Regions from separate parts of the Rattus norvegicus genome. Here regions 1 and 2 are each linked to region 3. Evidence: chromatin contacts called from public Hi-C data. All regions are on one chromosome and are shown on one strand. The core of a region is the stretch at or near the end of the contact, and the rest is flanking DNA. Distances in the headings are between cores, read along the strand shown. Region 1 has its middle 250 kb from the start of Lmx1a. Region 2 has its middle 49 kb from the start of Pbx1. Region 3 overlaps Pbx1 (PBX homeobox 1).

Evidence for each region. Hi-C and Micro-C count contacts between places; a contact is called where the count stands out from the background.
Region 1: a contact with region 3 is called in a Hi-C map of liver, with 4 times the contacts expected there. The contact joins two enhancer-like sites. A contact is called at or near these places in 7 of 12 Hi-C or Micro-C datasets (the A7r5 cell line, the Rat2 cell line, Schwann cells and 4 more).
Region 2: a contact with region 3 is called in a Hi-C map of liver, with 5 times the contacts expected there. The contact joins two enhancer-like sites. A contact is called at or near these places in 2 of 12 Hi-C or Micro-C datasets (liver and psoas muscle).

Annotation. Positions count from the first base shown.
Region 1 is chr13:82,619,021-82,622,892 of GRCr8, reverse strand. It overlaps the pseudogene LOC134481462. Among named protein-coding and RNA genes, the nearest start is that of Lmx1a, 250 kb to the right of the region's middle. Within about 2 kb of position 1,267, at least 23 of the 93 cell types and tissues checked have an H3K27ac peak or open chromatin away from gene starts, as enhancers often do. A contact at or near this core is called in liver, where this site is marked.
Region 2 is chr13:83,168,412-83,171,953 of GRCr8, reverse strand. No RefSeq gene overlaps it. Among named protein-coding and RNA genes, the nearest start is that of Pbx1, 49 kb to the right of the region's middle. Within about 2 kb of position 1,638, at least 10 of the 93 cell types and tissues checked have an H3K27ac peak or open chromatin away from gene starts, as enhancers often do. A contact at or near this core is called in liver, where this site is marked.
Region 3 is chr13:82,910,379-82,914,222 of GRCr8, reverse strand. All of the region lies in intron 2 of Pbx1 (PBX homeobox 1), which reads left to right. Among named protein-coding and RNA genes, the nearest start is that of Pbx1, 210 kb to the left of the region's middle. Within about 2 kb of position 1,897, at least 2 of the 93 cell types and tissues checked have an H3K27ac peak or open chromatin away from gene starts, as enhancers often do. A contact at or near this core is called in liver, where this site is marked.

The DNA.
Region 1 (3,872 bases), core at 18-2,517, 290 kb after region 3:
CCCATTCCGTTATTAACAAATGTGTGGCAGCATTTCCCCAGACATTGTCAAATGCTCCTCAGAGATAAAGACATTGAAGCTACGACAAAGTGCAGAAAGGGTAAAAAGCTCATCAATTTCAAGCTGCTTTCAACAATGAGCTGGTTGGGTCAATCCTAGCCTAGAAAAAGGGATTAGACGATGGTGGTCTATGTCTGTGTAAGCTGCTGATACCCTCTGCCCTCCAGCTTCTGTGGGTGAGGGCTGTTTGTCTGCTTTCTTTACCTAAATCAGGCAAACCTTTGGAATGAGACAGGTACAGTTGTTGGGGAACAGCGAGAGCTGATGGTTTTAGACTATGAAATCAGCTTCCTTGAACAAAGGAGGCTTGAGCCATATATAATACACCGCTCCTGCATTTACCTGTAACTGCACTTCGCCAGCTTTGAGCGAGGTGTGCAGTGTGAAGCTTCTCAACAGACAAAATTTAAAAATAAGTTAGAAGCAAATCTGGGTGTTTGTACTGAAAATATTACAGCCTCCGCCAAAATGAGTAGTCCACGTGGTCTTGAATAGAGAACCCCAAGGCTCCCAAGAATTGTGTCTCTGCCCTGTGCCTCTCTGCCTCCCCAGTCTGGAGGAATCCAGGGTCTCGGACCATAGCTTCATCTTCCCACTTCGCCTCATGCTCTGACTCTCTGCTTTTTACGCAGCCTTCGTTTCTTCTGATAAACCTCAGAGACTACACTTCACACTCATTTCACACATCAACACGGGTAGAAACCTAGGCAAGGAGCTGCGTGAGACACAAAGAAAACAGATTTCAACTACTGTTGAAGACCGCTCCTTGCTGGGCCTCTGGAGGCTGAGGTCTTTACAGCATGTTAGGATCTGGAAGATGCCCTGGATAATTAAGTCAAATAAAATGAAATAAAATAAAATAAAACTTTTCCGGGCTGGGAGATGGTTCAGTTGCTAAAGTGCTTTCCATAAAGGCATAAAGACCAGAGTTCGATCCTCAGAACCTTACAAAGTTAGGCATGGCAAAGCAGAGGCATCAGACATGGAGGCCCTGGGGCTTGCTAGCTCGCCAGTGTAGGTGAATTGGCAAGCTTAGTGGGAGACCCTGCCTCAAAAACCGAGGTAGAAGCCAATAGAACAATGAAGGTGAAGACAAAAAGCTCCCAAGCACAAAGTCTTTCCCAGCCAAAAGAGCGGTGCAGAGAGACATCCACAGCCACACAAAAAAAGAGAAGGGCAGCCCAAGGCAGGGCCACTCTGGATGTGGTCCAAATGCCCTTGGCAAGAGTACATCCAGGAAAAACAAACACGACCTCTGTGCCATCATCCAGTTTCCCCTGACCACCAAGTCAGCCATGAGGAAGACAGAAACAATGACTCTGTTCATCGGAGAAGCCAAGGCCAAGAAGCCCCAGGGCAAACAAGCTGAGAAGAAATTCTGTGACGGAATGACCAAAATCAATCAGGCCGGGAGGAGAAGGCGGCACAGGTCCATCTGACTCCGGATTGTGAGCCTTTGGATGTTGCCAACAAATCTGGGCGCACTTAAATGGAATCCAGCCCCATTGAAATCCTGCTGATAATTCCTTCTTTAAAAAAAAAAATTAGTTTAATTATGTGTGCCAGTATGTCTACATTAGCGCAGGTGCTCACAGGGGCCAGAAGAGGGCACTGGATTCCCGGAGCTAGGGTCACGGGTGGTTGTTAACTAGCCACCCAGTGAGCTGCTGGGAACTGGACTTGGGTCCTCTGAAAGAGCAGGATACAATCTTAACCACTGAACTTTCTTTCCAGCCCCAACGATAGACTTGCAGTTAGAGGTGCTAGGAATTGAACCCAGGACTGAGCAACACTCCAAACAGCTATTAATTCTAAGTACACAATATTAACCATAAAAAAGAGTAACTGAGGAAGATACTGGACATTAACCCCTGGCCTCCACATACACACACAAACACACACAGAGACACACATACAGGCGCACACACACAGGCGCGCACACACACAGACACAAAGACACACAGACACACACACAGACACACACAGACACACACACAGACACAAAGACACACACAGACACAAACACACACACACACACACACACACACACGAACACATATATACATGACCAAACAATATACACATATACAAAACAGTTTTGCTCCGATAGACAAATACATATAAAAGTATCAGGGCAGTTTCTCTGGCGTGGCCCTTCCTCCATGTTACTATGAATGCTGCCTTTTACACTGGGTAGAAGACAGTGCTATTTGTCCCAGCGCTGGCAACACTGGTATGGGAAACTTCAACACAGTGTGGAGTACATGGTCTAATTCTGATTCTTCAAAATTCTTCTCAGATTTTTACCAAAGCTAAAGCAGTCGTTCCCCCCCACCCCACCCCCCATGCAACTGGCGGTGTTTGCAGGCTTGAAATTGAATCTCAGGGAAGACAGACACAGAGGCCGGCTCTGAGCGTGAATACAGGAGACGAGTGCCTTGCCAACACACAGGTAAAGAAGGAGAACAATACAATCCCTTGTGAGGATGCCGAGGAGATGCACACCTTTTACAGCAATTCGCATCACTTTTGATTTAACGTGGGAGAAATGGAATTCTCCGGTAGCCATCCCTGACGTATTTGCGTGAGATTCTTGCGCCATCCAGTGGATATCTTGTGGAATTGCAGCAATTGCTTGTGCCTTAAATTTTGTCTCTCAACCACCTTGTATTGTTTACATTCTGCTCTTTTGTCCTATTTGCATTAAACATGTTGTATCTATTCGTGTAATCATGAAATAATCAACAAAAGCGCTTATTACAAAAATACAAAGGCACTGATTTTTAAAACCAAATAAAATGTAAATTAATAAATTAGATAAAGCAAGGTGATCTGTACGTAAGTATGTGAATATTAATAGAATTATCTTCCGAATATTCCAGAAGATAAAGTTCCTTGACCCTAATGGCAGATACACTAGAAATAGGACAGGACTTGATGCACCAGATGGGCTGGTACCACTCAAAGATGCTGGCTGATGTTGGGCCATGCCCATAGATATATCATAATGGGAACGCAGGAAGTCAAAGTGCATTTAACCCTAACTGCCAAATGTCGCAGCTTAGCGAATGTTGCCAGTTGTTTTTTCCTCCCGATGCTACTGATGCTCTGGTTGACTGGGAGCTGCGGCTGGCTGACACTTTCCAACCTGGAGACAGGGTCATGACGCCTGTCACTAGCCCAGGAAAAGATCAAAACTTTGAAATGTGAAGGAAGCATGTTTTTGGCTGAATGCACATCACTTTCACGATGCTGTAAAGTTCCATCCTCCTACATCAAGGCATCATAAGTCAAGGATCATCCGTACTGCTCTGGTACTGGCTGCTGCTGCTGTAGGGCACTTCTTGCTGCTGCTGCTGCTGCTGCTGCTGCTGCTGCTGCTGCTGCTGCTGCTGCTGCTGTAGGGCACTTCTTGCTGCTGCTGCTGCTGCTGCTGCTGCTGCTGCTGTAGGGCACTTCTTGCTGCTGCTGCTGCTGCTGCTGCTGCTGCTGCTGCTGCTGCTGTAGGGCACTTCTTGCTGCTGCTGCTGCTGCTGCTGCTGCTGCTGCTGCTGCTGCTGTAGGGCACTTCTTGCTGCTGCTGCTGCTGCTGCTGCTGTAGGGCACTTCTTGCTGCTGCTGCTGCTGCTGCTGCTGCTGCTGCTGCTGCTGCTGTAGGGCACTTCTTGCTGCTGCTGCTGCTGCTGCTGCTGCTGCTGTAGGGCACTTCTTGCTGCTGCTGCTGCTGCTGCTGCTGCTGCTGCTGTAGGGCACTTCTTGCTGCTGCTGCTGCTGCTGCTGCTGCTGCTGCTGCTGTAGGGCACTTCTTGCTG
Region 2 (3,542 bases), core at 389-2,888, 260 kb before region 3:
ACTACATCAGCCTGAAAAAGAGGCTAAGATTGCTGCCCTGGTCCTGTCCCACCCTTTACTCAAGGGGTTAGATGACCTATTCAGTCCCCCCTTCACAGTTCCCTCAGCCACTTCAGCAAGTACCTTCCCAAGTCATGAGACTCTGTCCAGGCCCTGACTACAGCGAATAGGGAGATGAGACAGAGCTGTAAACTGAGTCTGTGGTGACATCCGGAAGGCCGTGCTTTGTCAAACTATAAAGGAAAGAACCGCATAACAGTTGCTGTCCAGGAAGAAAATTTTTGTAACCGCTGTATGGAAAATCAGCCTTTCATGAAACCTCTGGGCTCCACAGCTGGGGGTTGCCCAGAGCCGTCCCTGAAAGTCATTTGATCTGCCTTAAAAGATTGAGCTGGTCACGCTTACAGTTGTGGCATTTACCGTGCTGAGGATTAAGCTGCCCCATTCTATCAGGGCCTAGAGGCGACATGTTTATTCTTTTGTTGACTCATTCTGAGGGTGGGTTTGTCTATGCAGGATGAGGGTCAGTTTTCTTTGGAGGTGAGCTAATGGACGGTGTGGCAGGAGAGCATGTAGGCAGAGGCCTCACATGACACTGAGGACTCAAAGCCGTGCTCACTCACAGGGAAAAAAAAGGCCAAGCCCCTGACCTACTAGGAAAGCTTCCAGGAAGGCTAATGGCATCTGATCCTTGCCCTTTCTCTGCCATTCCATCTCAGTTGCATTATCTTGGCAACCAGGCCTTGCGCAAAAGCAGTTCTCCATCCCAGTGCTACAGGAGATTCCAACCTTCAGAGGGACCAATCTGGGCTACATAAAAAAAAAAACAACAACTTCAGACCCTCGCTGGCCAGACGCATGTAGACATCACACAGAAGTCACCCCGTCAGCTGTTCCCTGTGGGTGGATAGGAACCCTTTGCTGGACCTTGGTTTTGTCTTAGCAGATTGAGAAACTGCCTATAAAGTCCTTGAGGGGAGGCCCGCTGTAAACACGACCATCTTCACTACTGCGTTATTACAGACAGTGCTACAGAGCCCCACACACAGCATCAGGCCGTTTGCTAGATTGGATGCCACTTTTGGTGACAGGTCAGGGAAAGACACTGGATTTGATGCAGACTGACAGGTCCGTAAATTTGGTTTCTAATTTTATGTATTTATTTCTTTTAAAGAAAAGAGGGAGAGAGGGAATTCTCGGAGCCATGAAATCATTAAAACCAATTCCCTTTCTCTCCCCCCAGCCCTCCCTCTCTGGAGAATGTGTGTGAAACAATCTTCGCAGCTCCTGAGCCCTCCGATGGTATCGATCCAGATGTGGAAATTGGTATTGACTGCTGCTGCTGCTCGGCGCACTTCCCCGGCTTTTAAAGACACAGCGTAGAGGTGATTTCACTCTGCACAGGACACAGCTCAGGAGACATTTGCTGATCCAAACTAAATAATACAAATTAAAAAATTGGGTTCTGCGTCTTGCACTCTCCATTAAGCCACATGGGAACCGGAAGAGCTCCGGAGCAGATGGCAAGGAAAAGGGCCCATGTGGGCGGGCACTTTCCGGGGCAAGGAGAGAATGTTTCCTTTGCACTTTGCACTCATTCCGATTGCTGGGCAAGGCCTAAGTTCAGAAAACCTGGACTTGGGATGGGGAGTGCCGGTTAGAGATGCTGTGTTAATTCTCTATTGCCACCCCTTAGCGATTACCCCAGACAGTGGTGTCAAGACAGACTTAGCTGTCGTGTTTGGATCCAGAAGTCTAGGATGAGGCTCACCAGATGAACATTCACAGCTCTCTGGGAGCAAAGGGGAGAATATGCTCCCTGCTCCTTCATATCCTTAGCAGAATTCAATTCCTCACCACTTGGGTCTGGTATCCCAGCCTCAGGAGTCAACTTAAAACTTCTTGGCTTACTGCAACACTCACTCCTTCTTTGAAGCCAGCATGTGGTATCGCTGCACTCCACTCTTTTACCTTAATTTACAGTTTTAAAGATTCCTGTGGTTAGGGGGGAGTAAGCAGAATAATCCAAAACTCATCCACCATCAGGGACCTTCGATTTAGCCAAGTCCTAAAAGTCACTTGGAAGGCGACATATTCAAAGGCTCAGGCAATTAGAATGTGGGCATGCTTATGGAAACAGTCCTCTGTTCTAACTCCACTCCAGTCCCAACAGAGTCTGGCGTCATTTAAAGATTAAAAAGTGAGCATTTGCTTTTGCATATGTATATGTGCATGCTCATATGTGTAAATGTTCATGTGTGTGTGCACGAGCGCACACATGCACCAGTGTGCACATGCCCACAAAGGACAGAAGATGGTGCATGCTCTATTCAGTCATGATCATCCTAGTGTTTGAAGGAGGGCCTCTCACTGAACCTGAGCTCAGTGCTTGTCTAGGCTGTTGGCCAGCAGTCATGGAACATCTCCTGTCCTTACCTCCCCCTGGGATTACAAGTGCATCCTCCTGAACTTAGATTTTATTCATGTGGGGACCGGAGATCAACCTCAGACCCTCATGCTTGCACAGCATACACGTCGCTGAATATGCCATCTCTTCACCACTGGATATTTGATTTTCAGCAATGGACAAGAACGTCATGCGTGTATGATTGCCTTCATGGTAGATAAACATTCACACCATGATTCAACTGTCTAGCCATGTATGATACCATACTGGGTATCTCCAGAGACAAACCATTTAGAAGAGTTATGAAATGCTAACACAGGGTTAACTCAGGTAGTCATTATAGTCTGCATGAAAGAGCTGAGATCTCAGAAAGGAGTCGTGCTGAATAGCTAATTGCCATCCCCACCCCTGTCCCCACCCCTGTCCCCACCCCCCTCTGGTTCTTCAAGGGAAGATACTTTCAGTGCTATTCTTAAGAGGAATATGCCTGTATTTGAACTAACTCAGCCATTGCCTAGCCTCACCATGGCAGCTAAGAAACCTGACAAAAGGTGTCAAGAATCCCCATTCTAGTCCTGTTAATACCTCACTGTTGCTTCCTACAGGATGTTGTGTGCCCTTGGCAGGTGTTTCTTGCACCCATTTCTACTGTTCCACTCCTGAAGCCCTCCGGTCTACATTCTTGAAGGATCAGCCTCAACTGGACCATCAGCCCAGCCCAGGGCACCTCGATTTCCCTGTTTCTTCTGCCTACAGAGAAGCTCATCTGCTTTCAGCCCATTGCAGGGTAAAGGGCCCCTTTGCTGAGAGGCTGTCAGCCTGAATGGCTAATTGAGACCTCCCTTGTGCTGAGCTGGTACAGACGGTCATGAATGAAGCACTGTTAGACAAGGAAGGAGGCGAGGCATCATGAATATTTAATCAGGTATAAGTAAATATTAATGAAACAATTGTATCTTCAAATGGTTAAAGGACTTTCCATGTTCCAGTTCAATTTTATTCCAGTGTGCCTACACACACACACACACACACACACACACACACACCACATGTATACACACACACACACACACACACACACAATATACATTTTTGCATCTGAGCTAGTAATTTCCAGTTTGGCCTTCTGAATATA
Region 3 (3,844 bases), core at 648-3,147:
CCCTGGGGAAAGGTACAGGTTCTGAATACCCTACTGAGACAAGCTCACACACTCACCTAAAGGCAGCAGGCCAGCTTTCTTGGTCTCTATGAGATATTTGTCTCTTTTATGTAGAGACTAAACAAGGGATTGTGACAGGTATGCTTTGCAACCTAGAGCTTCAGAACCCTAATGCCCTGCCCACATCCTACCCACCAACGCAACCAGGGTTCCTCAGTTCGTGTCTCTCTCTGTGATGAGACTCTAGACAGTCAGCGTTCAGTGTTCCTATCTGGTCTTTAATCTTCGTTGACTGGGGGCTTCTGGAGATTGCCAGAAAGTTCTGAGAAGCAGAAAAAGCCTCTTGTTTGTCTCTGTGCTGCTGTGTTCTGTCTCCCTTGTATGGAGAATGGCATAGCCTGGTGACTTGTTATCAATAAAGGTTGGGGAGCCGGTGGCTTTTGAGATGGGGTTCTTGAGATCACTGTCTTGGCAGGACAGGTGTGTGCTGCTTTAGAAAATGGAAAGTTAATGCACATGCGCACAAACCCAGTGTCTTAGCTGAGGTGATGTGTGGAAGCCATAACGAATGGCTGCTCTTCATTCTGTAAGTAGAGCAGCCCACCTCCCTCCCAGTCCTCCGCACCTGACCCGTTCTGAAGGCAGCTTTGGCTCCAAGCCTTACTTTACTGTTGTGTGGGGAAGCATCGCTGTGTATCTGTAGGTATGTTTCCAGCTCTTGGTCTAAAATAGTTAGAACTTCCCCTCCGATTGCTACATCTCTTCTATTTGCCTCCAGCTTCAAGGTCAGTTGAGTTTAATTTCCACTGAGCATGGTATTATCACCTCTTCATCTTGGAGGGAGCAAGGCACTCCTAGCAGCTCATGTGCACACCCTCCTCTCCCCGCCCCTGCATTCCTGGTCAAAGTCAATGACTCTTTTAGACCACTTAGTACCCTAGCCAGGTACCATCTTCTTCCCAGGTTCACTCACCAAGACTTCTGGCTTCTCCAGCCTCCACTCATGGCTCTGGGGGAATCCAGGAGAGGCCCCCTAGTGGCCCAGCCCCTTTCTGTCCAGTGGAGAAGCTCTCCTGTCACTGGCTTTTGCTGTGAGCTGCCCCCCAAATCTGCCTCTCTCTAATTCCCTGTAACTCTCTAACCAACATGAAATCGCTCTGCTTTCTAGATTCCTATCCTCTTAACAGTTTGTATCAGCTTGGATTAATTAAGCTGCCAAGAGTAAACAAAACTCCGGAAAAATCCCAAAATATGGCTTAAACAAAATGCAGCTTTATTCGTCTCTCATTCTCCAGAGGCGAGAGAGCCCACGCTGATATCCAAGTTCACGCACGTCTACATCACTCGCATCTACCTCTTGGGTGTGACTTCCAGTGCCCCATCCATCTCATAGCATACCAAGACTGCTAGGGTGCCGTCTGCAGAAGAAAAGGAGAAAGCCACAAGAAGGGCGTTTTCCCTTTTCAAGAAGTTCCCAAAGAGTTGTACCCCTCCTTCCTTTTGCCTCTCATTGGTTGGGGCTCTGTCACGTGGCCTGTGAGCTGCACCCAAAGCTACAAAGTTGCCTTCTTCCAGGCAGCTGTGCACACTGGGGAAAAATCAAGTTGTCAAAAGTTGAAACAAGCAGATCATGCCTTACTCTCACCTCTGTGCCAGCCTTCAAGGTGGTCTCTTGCCCAGGTCCTATCATAACAGTCACCGAGCTGCATGCATATTAATGTGGTTGACACGCACATTTCAAAGGTTGCTCTGTTGCCCTCAGTGGGGGTTGAAGTGATAATGGTTGTCAGAGGCCCCAAGAAGTCTTTTCTTTTGGCTCTCTGCAAGCATAATGTGATCTTCCTTTCTCTCCTGACCTTTGGCTTCTGTCCTCTTATTCAGGGAGGTCACAGGTCTGACAGACAGGGAAAGACAAATAGAATTATACAGGCCAACGAAAAGTTGGCGGCAGCTAGAACACAGCACCTGTTTCTAGATCCTGACATAAACTCCTTGTCTGTCTGTCCTTGGTCTTCCCACCTCCTCTTGGCTGTTACCAGCAGAGGTTAGCATTTCCATCTTGCTGAAGGGGTGGGGTGGGGTGCTCCTTCAGCACCTGGGAAAATACCACAGCATGTATGTTACCTTCTACACCATTGGAAATTGATACACAGATTGTATGAGGACTAGGTTGTCCAAGAACTTGGCAAATGCCCCTCAGGGTCTGTGAACATCTCCAGGTCACCCACTCTATTGTAAAGGAAGCTGACCCCAGATTATTCAATGGGAAAAAAAAACTTGGAAAGATTTCTTTGAGAACATGATGGTTTTTATTTTAAACTTACTTCTGGGCTGGGTTAGAGATAACTTGTAGAGTCCTTGCTTAGCATGCAGTGGGCTCTAGGTACAACCCCTAGTCCCACAAAACAAACAAGTAAGCAACTTTGTGCTGATGGCACCGTTAAGAAAGTTAGACAGAAAAATATCTCTGCTACTATTTAGTTTGTGAATATGGCCAGGAAAGTTTCGTTGGCTCAGGGCTGATATTTGTTAGCCTAAGCATTGACATCCATAAGGTGAGAGCAAGCGCCCGCCCATGCCACACATCCTGCGGTAGCAGCTGGTTTAAATGTTTTAAATATGGAGTTTCTCTGTGAGCACTGAATCCTAACCAAATTTCAAACTGAAGCCTGCTTTCGTAAACCTCGGGATATGAATGGAGTCTTTGCTCTCTTCTAACTGGAATTTATCTATTTTTAATGGAATTCTGAAAGCAACCACTAAAGGAGAGACTTCTAGGCTCGCTTGTCTGACCGAGGTGAGGTTACTTCCGAGTCGAATGGTTCCCGAGGGTCTCTCTCGAAGCCTTTCAGAGTGGCAGAGATATCCAATGTGAGCCCTGAAAGGCTGGGAGGACACAGATGCTTCCTGGCTTGGGGAGAATGCAGTCCAGAGAGTTTATATAAAAAGCAGACCACACACAACTTAGGCACAGCAGGGAGGAGGAGATAGGTGGGTGGGTACCTGTGACATCTCCTGTGTTGAGTTTAGACCAATAGGTAAGTCTGAAGGCAACAGAGAAGCTATTTCAAAAGAAAAGCCAGTGTGGGACCCAAGAAACAACATCCAAGGTTGTCCTCTGGTCCTCCTCCTCCAATAAATAAAACACAAGAGTTTTAAAGCAGGGGGACCTTACAGTGCTTAGGAGATTAGTAGCATAGGAGCCCCAGCAACAGGGAAGGGGGAGAAAAAGCAGATGCTATATTGGCATACATTTTATGCACTGAAGAATGATTGGTTTGTGGGACATGATGCTGTTACTGACCAGGACTTGTTCGTCCTCACACGAGTCCTATGTGTATGTATTTGCCCATGCCCGTGTTTGTGGGTGCACTCACTGGCTTGTGCCAGTTCTTTCTTTGTTACACATTTGTAACATATAGGAACCAGACACCAGACTCTTAAGTCTGTCATTTCTGGTCCTTTACCAGTGCATCAGCCCCGAAAGGCAGTGTCTCACAAAGTGCAGGGGAGACTCCTACTTACGTTGTATGTAACCGAGGGTGATAATGAACTTCTGATCCTCCAGCCTTCGCCTCAGGAGTGATGTAGTAGTAATAGGTCTGAGCCTGTGTTAATCCCAGCACTCCCGAGGCAGAGGTGAGTTCAAGGTCCTCCTGGTCTACATAGTGAGTTCCAGGACAGCCAGGGTTATGTAGAGCCCCCTTCCCCCCAAAAAAACCCAACCAAATTAAAAAAAAACATCATTGTCACTGTCATCATCGTCATAAATAACAATAACCTCATTTTACTCATAGTCTGAATGGTGACAAATCAGTATCATCACTACTTATTTCATGACGAG